Linked DNA regions of Arabidopsis thaliana: region 1 is linked to region 2. The links are chromatin contacts, called in public capture Hi-C maps. All regions are on one chromosome and are shown on one strand. The core of a region is the stretch at or near the end of the contact, and the rest is flanking DNA. Distances in the headings are between cores, read along the strand shown.

The links. Capture Hi-C pulls out chosen DNA fragments and counts their contacts.
Region 1: a capture Hi-C map of root shows a contact between it and region 2, with 4 times the contacts expected there. A contact is called at or near these places in 3 of 26 Hi-C or Micro-C datasets (root and vegetative nucleus) and 2 of 3 other capture datasets (root and shoot).

What each region holds. Positions count from the first base shown.
Region 1 is chr1:13,338,612-13,343,046 of TAIR10.1, forward strand. It overlaps AT1G35890 (NAC (No Apical Meristem) domain transcriptional regulator superfamily protein), which reads left to right and starts at 2,689. Exons shown (of 2, transcript NM_103287.1): 1 at 2,689-2,877; 2 at 3,016-3,342. The coding sequence starts at 2,689. The coding sequence ends at 3,342. AT1G35880 reads right to left here and starts at 2,617. Exons shown (of 2, transcript NM_103286.2): 1 at 2,547-2,617; 2 at 1,193-1,837. The coding sequence starts at 2,617. The coding sequence ends at 1,240. It also overlaps the pseudogene AT1G35870.
Region 2 is chr1:13,254,285-13,258,285 of TAIR10.1, forward strand. PUM10 (pumilio 10) reads right to left here and starts at 1,286. Exons shown (of 5, transcript NM_103277.1): 1 at 382-1,286; 2 at 1-138. The coding sequence starts at 1,286.

The sequences.
Region 1 (4,435 bases), core at 1,439-3,938, 86 kb after region 2:
TAAGGTCTTCTTAAGTCACTTCTGGACAGAACTCTTCAAGATACAAGGTACATCTCTCCAAAAAAGCACTGCTTACCACCCTCAAACAGATGGGTAGCCAGAGGTGGTAAACAGGTGTCTAAAGTCATACTTAAGATGCTTTGCGGGAAGGAGACCAACTTCGTGGATACAGTAGTTGCCTTGGGCTGAGTATTGGTACAACATGTCTTATCATTCGTCAACCAAGACCACACCTTTCATGGCAGTTTATGGTAGAGATCTGCCACCTATGTTGAGATACGATGATGTACCTACTCCCAATGCTAACTTGGATGAGCTTCTTAAAGACAGGGATGGAATTCTGAATGAGTTAAAGGAGAATCTTAAGTCAGCCCAGAACAGAATGAGTAAGTCAGCAAACAAGCACAGAAGAGATGTGGTATTGGAGATAGACGACTAGGTTTATTTGAAGTTAAGGCCGTACAGGCAGAATTCATTGGTCCACAGGAAAAATGAGAAGCTTTCACCAAGATACTATGGTCCTTACCAAGTTGTCAGCAGGATTGGGAGAGTCGCTTACAAACTCAAGCTGCCGGAACACAGTCAGATACACCCAGTATTCCATGTTTCTCAGCTTAAGCTAGTTGTTCCCGCAACTTACACGCCTCAAGAGTTACCTCAGGTATTGACTCCGTCTCTAGAATGGGCAACAGAAACGGAAAAACTTCTAGATATCAGGAAGACAACGAATGGAGATGGAGCTGAGATACTAGTGCAGTGGAAAGGGCTCCCTGCAACAGAATCTACTTGGGAGCCATTGGTCAGTTTTGCGAAACAATTCCCAAAATTCAACCTTGAGGACAAGCTCGATCTTCTTCGGGGGAGCATTGATAGGCTCAGGGTGCCTCTAGCTTGTGTGAGAAGAAGACTAAGGACAAGCGGAAGAACGGAGAGGAAGTTAGAGAAGTTCTTCACAAAGGTGTTATACAAAAGTGGCTAAGTCTCAGTAAGTCTCTGAATGAGCTAAAGGCTTTGCTTCTATTCCAATAAGTCTCACATGATAAAGTGTTGCGTTTTGAACTTGTAACAGGTTTTACTTTAAAGGTTTTAGTGAGGGTTTGCTATTTAAGAAAGTTTCCCTTTAGAGTTACTTTACCAAAAACATTTACAATCAATATAAACTTCTTCTCTCATCTTACTCTCCGCCGTTTCCGGCGCATATCTATATTTTCCTCTCTTATTTCTTAAGTTTCAGTTCGGTTAAGCTCCCAAGCTTAACACAATGTTCGCTGGTAAACCGTAAGAATCCCAATCATGTGAGTGTTCTTCGTTGGCGATAGCCACTGGTATTGCCAGAGCAAACAATCCCCTCCAAAATCCGCCATCTCCTCCTCCACCAAATTTCCCTCCTCCTCCACCCAAATTCCCTCCTCCTCCGCCACCATTTAGAATCGAGGCAAGAGAAAAGAGTCGTAGAAGAAACACATATGCGGAGGAAGAAACAGTAGTGACGACGAGAGATATCGCAAGTGGCTTACGGAGATTAACATTGGACGAATCTTTCGGCTTAGCGGAGGACGCAGAGACGATAAAAGATTTCGCAAATGAGTTAAGGAGAAATTTTTTGGATGAAGGCTCAATCTTCTTCCGATAATGTAAGTTTGCTGAGCAAGTTAAGGATTTGAAGCGAGGGGAAGAAGATGCGATGAAATGAAGTTTGGGAGAAGAAGATAGAGGGTTATATTGACGGTGAGAAGAGAGATAAGAAGAAGCGGTAGTGTAAGCTATAGGCCCGCGATAAGCTGGCCGTTGAGGGCGATTGTGGGCATGACGGAGAGGAGAAAGAAAAAGGTTTTGACTTGCAGACAAAGCTAGAAACTTTTTGTTTTCGGTAGACTTGTCTTTAATTGTATAGTAGTATTAAATGGTTTATACCACTTTTGCGATACATACATATATGTGTTCGGCCATATTTTTTGAAAATGGGCCTGAGTTGATCTCTTAACATCATATTTGATCTACTTATAGTGAAACAATTCTTTATGTTTTTTTGCCAAACTAACAAATACTAATATTTAATCAGGTTCTGTTTGTGGCATAGGTTGATCATATAATGTTTTTTTATTTTATAAAATTATGTTTAATATAAGTAATGTATGGAAGGGATAATAGTTTTGTTTTTTTTTCTTTAACGGTATTGTAGTTTAGTTAGATTTAGTGGATCATATAATGCTTTTGTTATTTTATAAAATTATATTTGAAATAAGTAATGTATGGAAGGCATAATAGTTTAACTTTTTTTTGTCTTCAACGGCATGATAGTTTAGTTAGATTTATAATTTTCTTGAACTGATTTGGATATAGTTTAAAGGTATTTTTTATTTTATTTTGGGATCATTTATTTTCTAATTGCTAAAATATTAAAAACGAATTTCTTAGTAGGATTAGGTTTTAAGAAATAATATTTTCATGGGATATACACAAAATGTTTTGCAAAAAAAAAAAAAAAGAGAATCCCAACCACTATATATACACAATCAATAAGCTCTCAGCTGCTCACCATAAACCTAATCCTTGAAAACCAAAAATGTGTCGATAGAGTACTTCGAAGAAGACGAAGGGATTCACTTTGATCCATCGTACCCATAAGTCATCAACGAGTATCTTAAAAAGAAGCTAAGAGGTGAAGAATGTGGAGGCTTTGTAGTGATGAAGGACGTTTATGCCAAGGAGCCATGGTTGCTGGACCATTCCAACGATCCTTTTTTCAAGGAAGACGAGTGGTACTACTTCTCGGCAAGGACTCAGATCTCCGAGAAAAAGATTGGACATGGTAACTACTCGAAGCGGAAGATCACCAGAGACGACAACGATGGCATCGACCGAGGGAAGTGGAGGGTGAATAGGAAAGAACATATCATCGACAAGGGGGCTATCATTGGATCAAGAAAAACCTAACTTATAAGAGCAGCAAAAGAAACAAGAAGCAGAAGAGAGAAGGCGATTGCGGCTGGATTATGGATGAGTTTGTGGTAGTGGACCCGGAGGAAGAAGATAAGTTTGAGGATAGTCGTCTGGAAGATTCAGAAGTATAAGAAGTCCAAGAAGGACAAGAAGGATCATCAGCATGAAGCATCTTCTTCCTCTAAGCCGCAGCCGATCAAGAAAAAGAAGTCCAAGAAGGATCATCATGACGAAGCTTCTACTTCTTACTTGGAGCAGCAGCCTATCAATATTGAGTGTGAGTCTCTTCTAGCTGCTTATTTGGAACAGGAGCAGCCACTGCTATGGGATGTTCCGAACAAATCATCATCTTCTTGCTCTGTTGCGGAAACAGAAAGCAGAATGGAGAAGGAGACATGATTCACCAAACAGACGCACTCGCAACAAAGAAGAATGAACAGGCTGATGCCATGGATCAACCAATATCCGTTGCTCCGGTAGAATACCCTTTGATGGAAGAATTATTAGCTGAGTACAGTGAGTGATACGAGTCAGTTCCAGAACTTACTTGATCAATATGAACCTCTCTACAACTCTACCTTCATAAACCGTTCAACGTGTTCTTATTTGAATAGCTCTTGGATAATTTTGTGTTCTCATTATTGAACATTACATTTTTTCAGCAAATAAAAATGTACATTCTTTCTAGAATTAATTACTCAGATAGCATAGAAAATATGTTTATTCCTAGAATATCATACATATTTTTTTTAATAGTTCATATGTTTTGAGTACTTGTATAAATACAGTTAACACCCTTGATTATTATTTTTTTAATTAAAATTTTTTAATTCGTTTTCACTTAAAAATAATAAATAAAAATTTGATTATCTATATCATTAACCCAAATCCAAAAAAGCTTTTAGATCTAATAATCTCCAACATGGACGTAGATCTTCAGATCTATGGAATTTTACATGATTCGTTACAGGTTTGAGTTAAATCAAGAATAGCTACTCTTTTACTTTGATTTTACATGTCTCTCGTTTAGTCTTCCTCTCAATGGATCTATTTGGAAACATTTCTACTTCTATCTATGTTTTGATTCATACGGTTTAGTCTTCCTCTCAATGGATCTATTTGGAGACATTTCTACTTCTATCTACTCCTATGTATCCCTCAAACATATTCTTATTTTTCTTAATTTGATTGTTGATATTTGACCAATAAATTTCATATTGTCTTCCCCAAAAATGTATTATAAATCAGCCGTAAAGTAGGCATGACCAAGGTTACGGTTATTACGGTTACGGTTTATTAACCACCGGTTATGGTTATAATTTTTTTTTAACCTTAACCTTAACCGTTATATATACGGTTAAAACGGTTACGGTTAAAACGGTTACGGTTAAATACGGTTATGGTTAAATACGGTTACGGTTATTTGATAATTATGATACATATAACATATGAGACAAAATATTATATTTTTTAATCTTTATAATTAAGTAAA
Region 2 (4,001 bases), core at 36-2,535:
TCCAAGCAACTCTGTAGCACATGGTACCCATTAGAATCGTTGACAAGAACAAGAAAACCCGGTTCGAGAGCTGACTTCACCAATGCAATCTGTTGTTTTGTTTTCACTGTTTTAATCATCTTCTGTATAACCCTTGTCCTGTTTTAATCAATAAACACATTAGCCACATATCAGAATGCAAAAACTCATTAAAATGTCTCAGTTTTGGTTTGTCCAAAAACAGCAAAAAGTAAATTTATTCTTTCTACCAAATGTTGCCTACTTTTAGTGATAGTGATGTGCAGACATTTCAAATATTTCCATAAACAGAAAAGACAAAATTTGAAATGTCTTTATCAATAAGAACTCGTGGGGATTTGTAATGGTTTTGTTTCAGCTTACCCATTAGTGTTGAGACAGATTTTGATAAGCTCCCTTGGTTTTGACGTTAACACACTCACAATCATTGTTCTCTGTTCCTCATCAGACACAACTAACAGCTTCTGGACGATGTAATTCCCTAAAGGATCCATGGAAAGTTCAACGACATGGTCAATGATCTCAAGGAATATAACCTTAGAATCAAGAACCGTTCCTTCTTCGACCAGTTTCTGCAAAGCTCTGCACCCAATCTGATCTCTGGCCATTAAGTTCACAGATCCGTAAATCTCAACCATGGAGACGAGATCCAGAGGCAAACCACCATTGATCTTAGGCTCATCTGGATAAGAAGCTCCAGAACCTTCCATGGCGGCTAGGATTTGAGAAACCCTAATTCCTTCAAACATCAACGAACCCTTGAAAGCATCGTTGCCTCTGAGAAACGGAGAACGCTTTATGGGTTCATTGATGTGGTCTAAGAGGAAGTCTTTGTGATCTTTAAAAGCCATCATCTCTTCAAATCCGTTGGGGTTAAAGGAATCTTGTAGGCCAAGCAATCCTGGAGAAGGAGAAACTCCATGAAAGTTGTTGTTTTGAACACGAACAGAGGAGAAGTTACGAAACCCATCATGAATCTGAGAAGCTCCAGTGAGATTCTGGTCAAACCCAAAAGACTCATGAAGAGTTTTAGCCCCAAAATCACCCGGGTCGACCCGGAATGGTTCTTCGGGTTTGGTCCAAATACTCATGTCACAAGAGATACCCATTTTGTTAAGCTTTTTACACAACTCCAGAGCTTCAACACTGTTGTTGTAATACTGATTCTTCAGAAATGGGTTTGTGTCGAGACTTTGTAAAAACCCACCTGAACCAAAATCAGGAAGACGACGATGATCGGAAGCTTGTCCGAAGTTAAAAATCTCCATGCAAACCTCGAAACCCCATTAATCTCTCTCCAAACATTAGGTCAAAAGCAGAGTAAAGTGTAGAAACCGATTTCACAAACGAAGAAGAAGAGAGAGTAAAGCCAAGGAAACAATACAGATATAACAGAGCCAAGAAAGGGGTGTGAGAGAGAGAATGTTGTTGTTCTGTGTGTGTACGTAAGGAGAGACCTTGTCTTTTTTGTTTTCAGTCACATTTCGCCATTAATGTGGCAAACACTGCTTTTTGTAGCCTGCACCCGAGGAATTATTAGGAAGTTACAGATTTGCCCCTTTTAGTTTTTGGTCATGTGTTTTCGTAGTATTAATTCGTTTGTTTTTATTTAATATTGTTTTGTGTATTTTTTAGTTACTTCTGCCATCTATCATATCAATCATTTATCATTTCAAATAATTATAAGTATTATTTAATCAATCACATCAACTATGAATCTAATAGAAAAATTGGAAAAAAGGATACAATAGGAAAATTAGAATAAACCGCTAAAGAACTAAACCATTTTATTTTCAGAGCAGACAAATAGTTCGTAGTTAATCCGCCGTATATATTTTTTTTTTCTATCAGCACTAATACAAATTATAGTTTATGAATTGTAAACAAAAAGCAGTCTAAACCGCAAACAGATTTTTCATCCTAAACCGACACTACCATTCAAACCGTAATTTATTATTCAAACATGTTTCTTTTTTAATAGATTACAAATTAGTATTTTACTTTTTTCTTATATTTTTCTTCAATTACTTCTTTCATTTATCATATCAATTATTTATTATTTTAAGAAAAGATTGAGTGTTAAAAATTAATGATGACTTTAGTGACTATTAAATCATTTATTTAAATTGAGTTAAGATTTTGTAAAACTTTTTCAAACTTTATAAATCATAATTCCACCATTAATATTGAAGCGGAAATATTAGGAAAATACAATTCGTTCTTTTTTATTTTTGGTCCGTGTTTCTTTTTATATTTAATTCGTTTGGTTTTTATATTAACTTTTGTTGCACCATAACCCTAAACCTGACAACTAAATAGTAATTGGATTTCCATAGTAAGATAACTGGAGGAATACCAAGTTATTTTTCAATTTATTTAGTACTGATAAAAAATTATTTGATTAAAAAGTTGGATGATCTTTTTCAATTAATATGTATTTTTAGGAAAATATTAGGTTTAAATTGAAAACAGAAAAATAATAATGAGTCTTATAAGAGAAATAAAATAAAGATAATGCTTAAATTTGATTGGAAGTAGAAAAGGTGATTAAACTTATAGTTTTTTTTTTTTTTTTTTCATCCAAAATTAATTAGAGTTCAAAAGAGCCAAATTAATGCTTAAATTCCTGAGGAATGTTGTTTACATAAGTGATATGATGCGGTTGGACACGAACTTTACGCGCCAAATTATCCGCTTTGACATTTGCACTACGAGAAATTAAAGATAAAAAAAAACTTGAAAATTCTTCCTTGTCACTCTGCAATTCCTCCAAATACACTGAGAAGGCCGGCCATTCGGTTTGGGAAGACACCATCTTCACCAGATCCGAACAGTCTGTGAGAAACACAACATCTTGATTGTCGGCGCCAATCATGCACTTCATCGCCCATAGAAGAGCTTCCACTTCGGCATGTAGTGGGGATAGACTTCGTCTAAGGTTTGCTGCTCCCATTGTTGACGTCTCTCCAAATTCCTAATAATAATGATTTTAAAAGACTTTTAATATTCATTTTTGTCACTTTTATTGCTAATAGTAAAATATAATTAATCTGAAATTTCTGAACTTGTTATTAGGCACAAACTTAGATATCGTCTCCAATGAATTTCTAAATGATTTTTAAAAAAAAATCTTGAAAAGTATTTTGTTAAGAGTAAATTTAAAAAAGAGCATCAAACGGGTGTGTCCTTCGGAATTACTAATTCGTTTGTTTTTGATGGTTATATGTGTAACGATGATAAACGCTCGCAAGTCACAAAACTTCCACGTAAAGAATGAAGGTTTCTTTAATAGATTCAACACTTTAGTATATATATTAAATGTTTTGTTATGTGTACTTCTTAATCGTTTTAACTTCTTAATCGTTTCTTTCATTCTTCATATCTATTATTTATTTACTAAAAAAAAGTATGAGTCTTTTTAATCAGTCACATCAATTATAAGGAATTTTTTTATTTTACATTCATTAGAAGTTTGTACTGGTGCTTTACTAAAGGAAACAATCTAAGCATAAACTGAAATATGTATTAGAATATTAGCATTACTAAAGTTCCGATAGTACTTTCTTTGCATGGCAAAGGATTACGAAACTAGATTTTGATTTCATCGTAAAATTAACAATAAGATTTACAATATATAATCTCTCTTTTTCCATTCTTTCATCTATCATGCTATCACATTAAATGTTTTTTGTTGGTGTTTAACACATCAATATTTTATATTTTGTACGGTTTTATTAGTTTTAGTCTATATTTTCTTATTTTTTTCAACATATCACACTTTTAATTTTTATTATATTACAGAAACAACAAATTTATTTGATTACAAGGTTGAATGATCCTTTTCAAAAATATTTTATTTAAAAAAAGTTTAGGTTTACATAGAAAACATAAAGTAATAATGAGTATTGGAAAGAAAAATAAAATAAACATAATGCTTAAATTTTATTGGAAGTTGAAAAAGTGATTTAACTCATAGTTTTCTC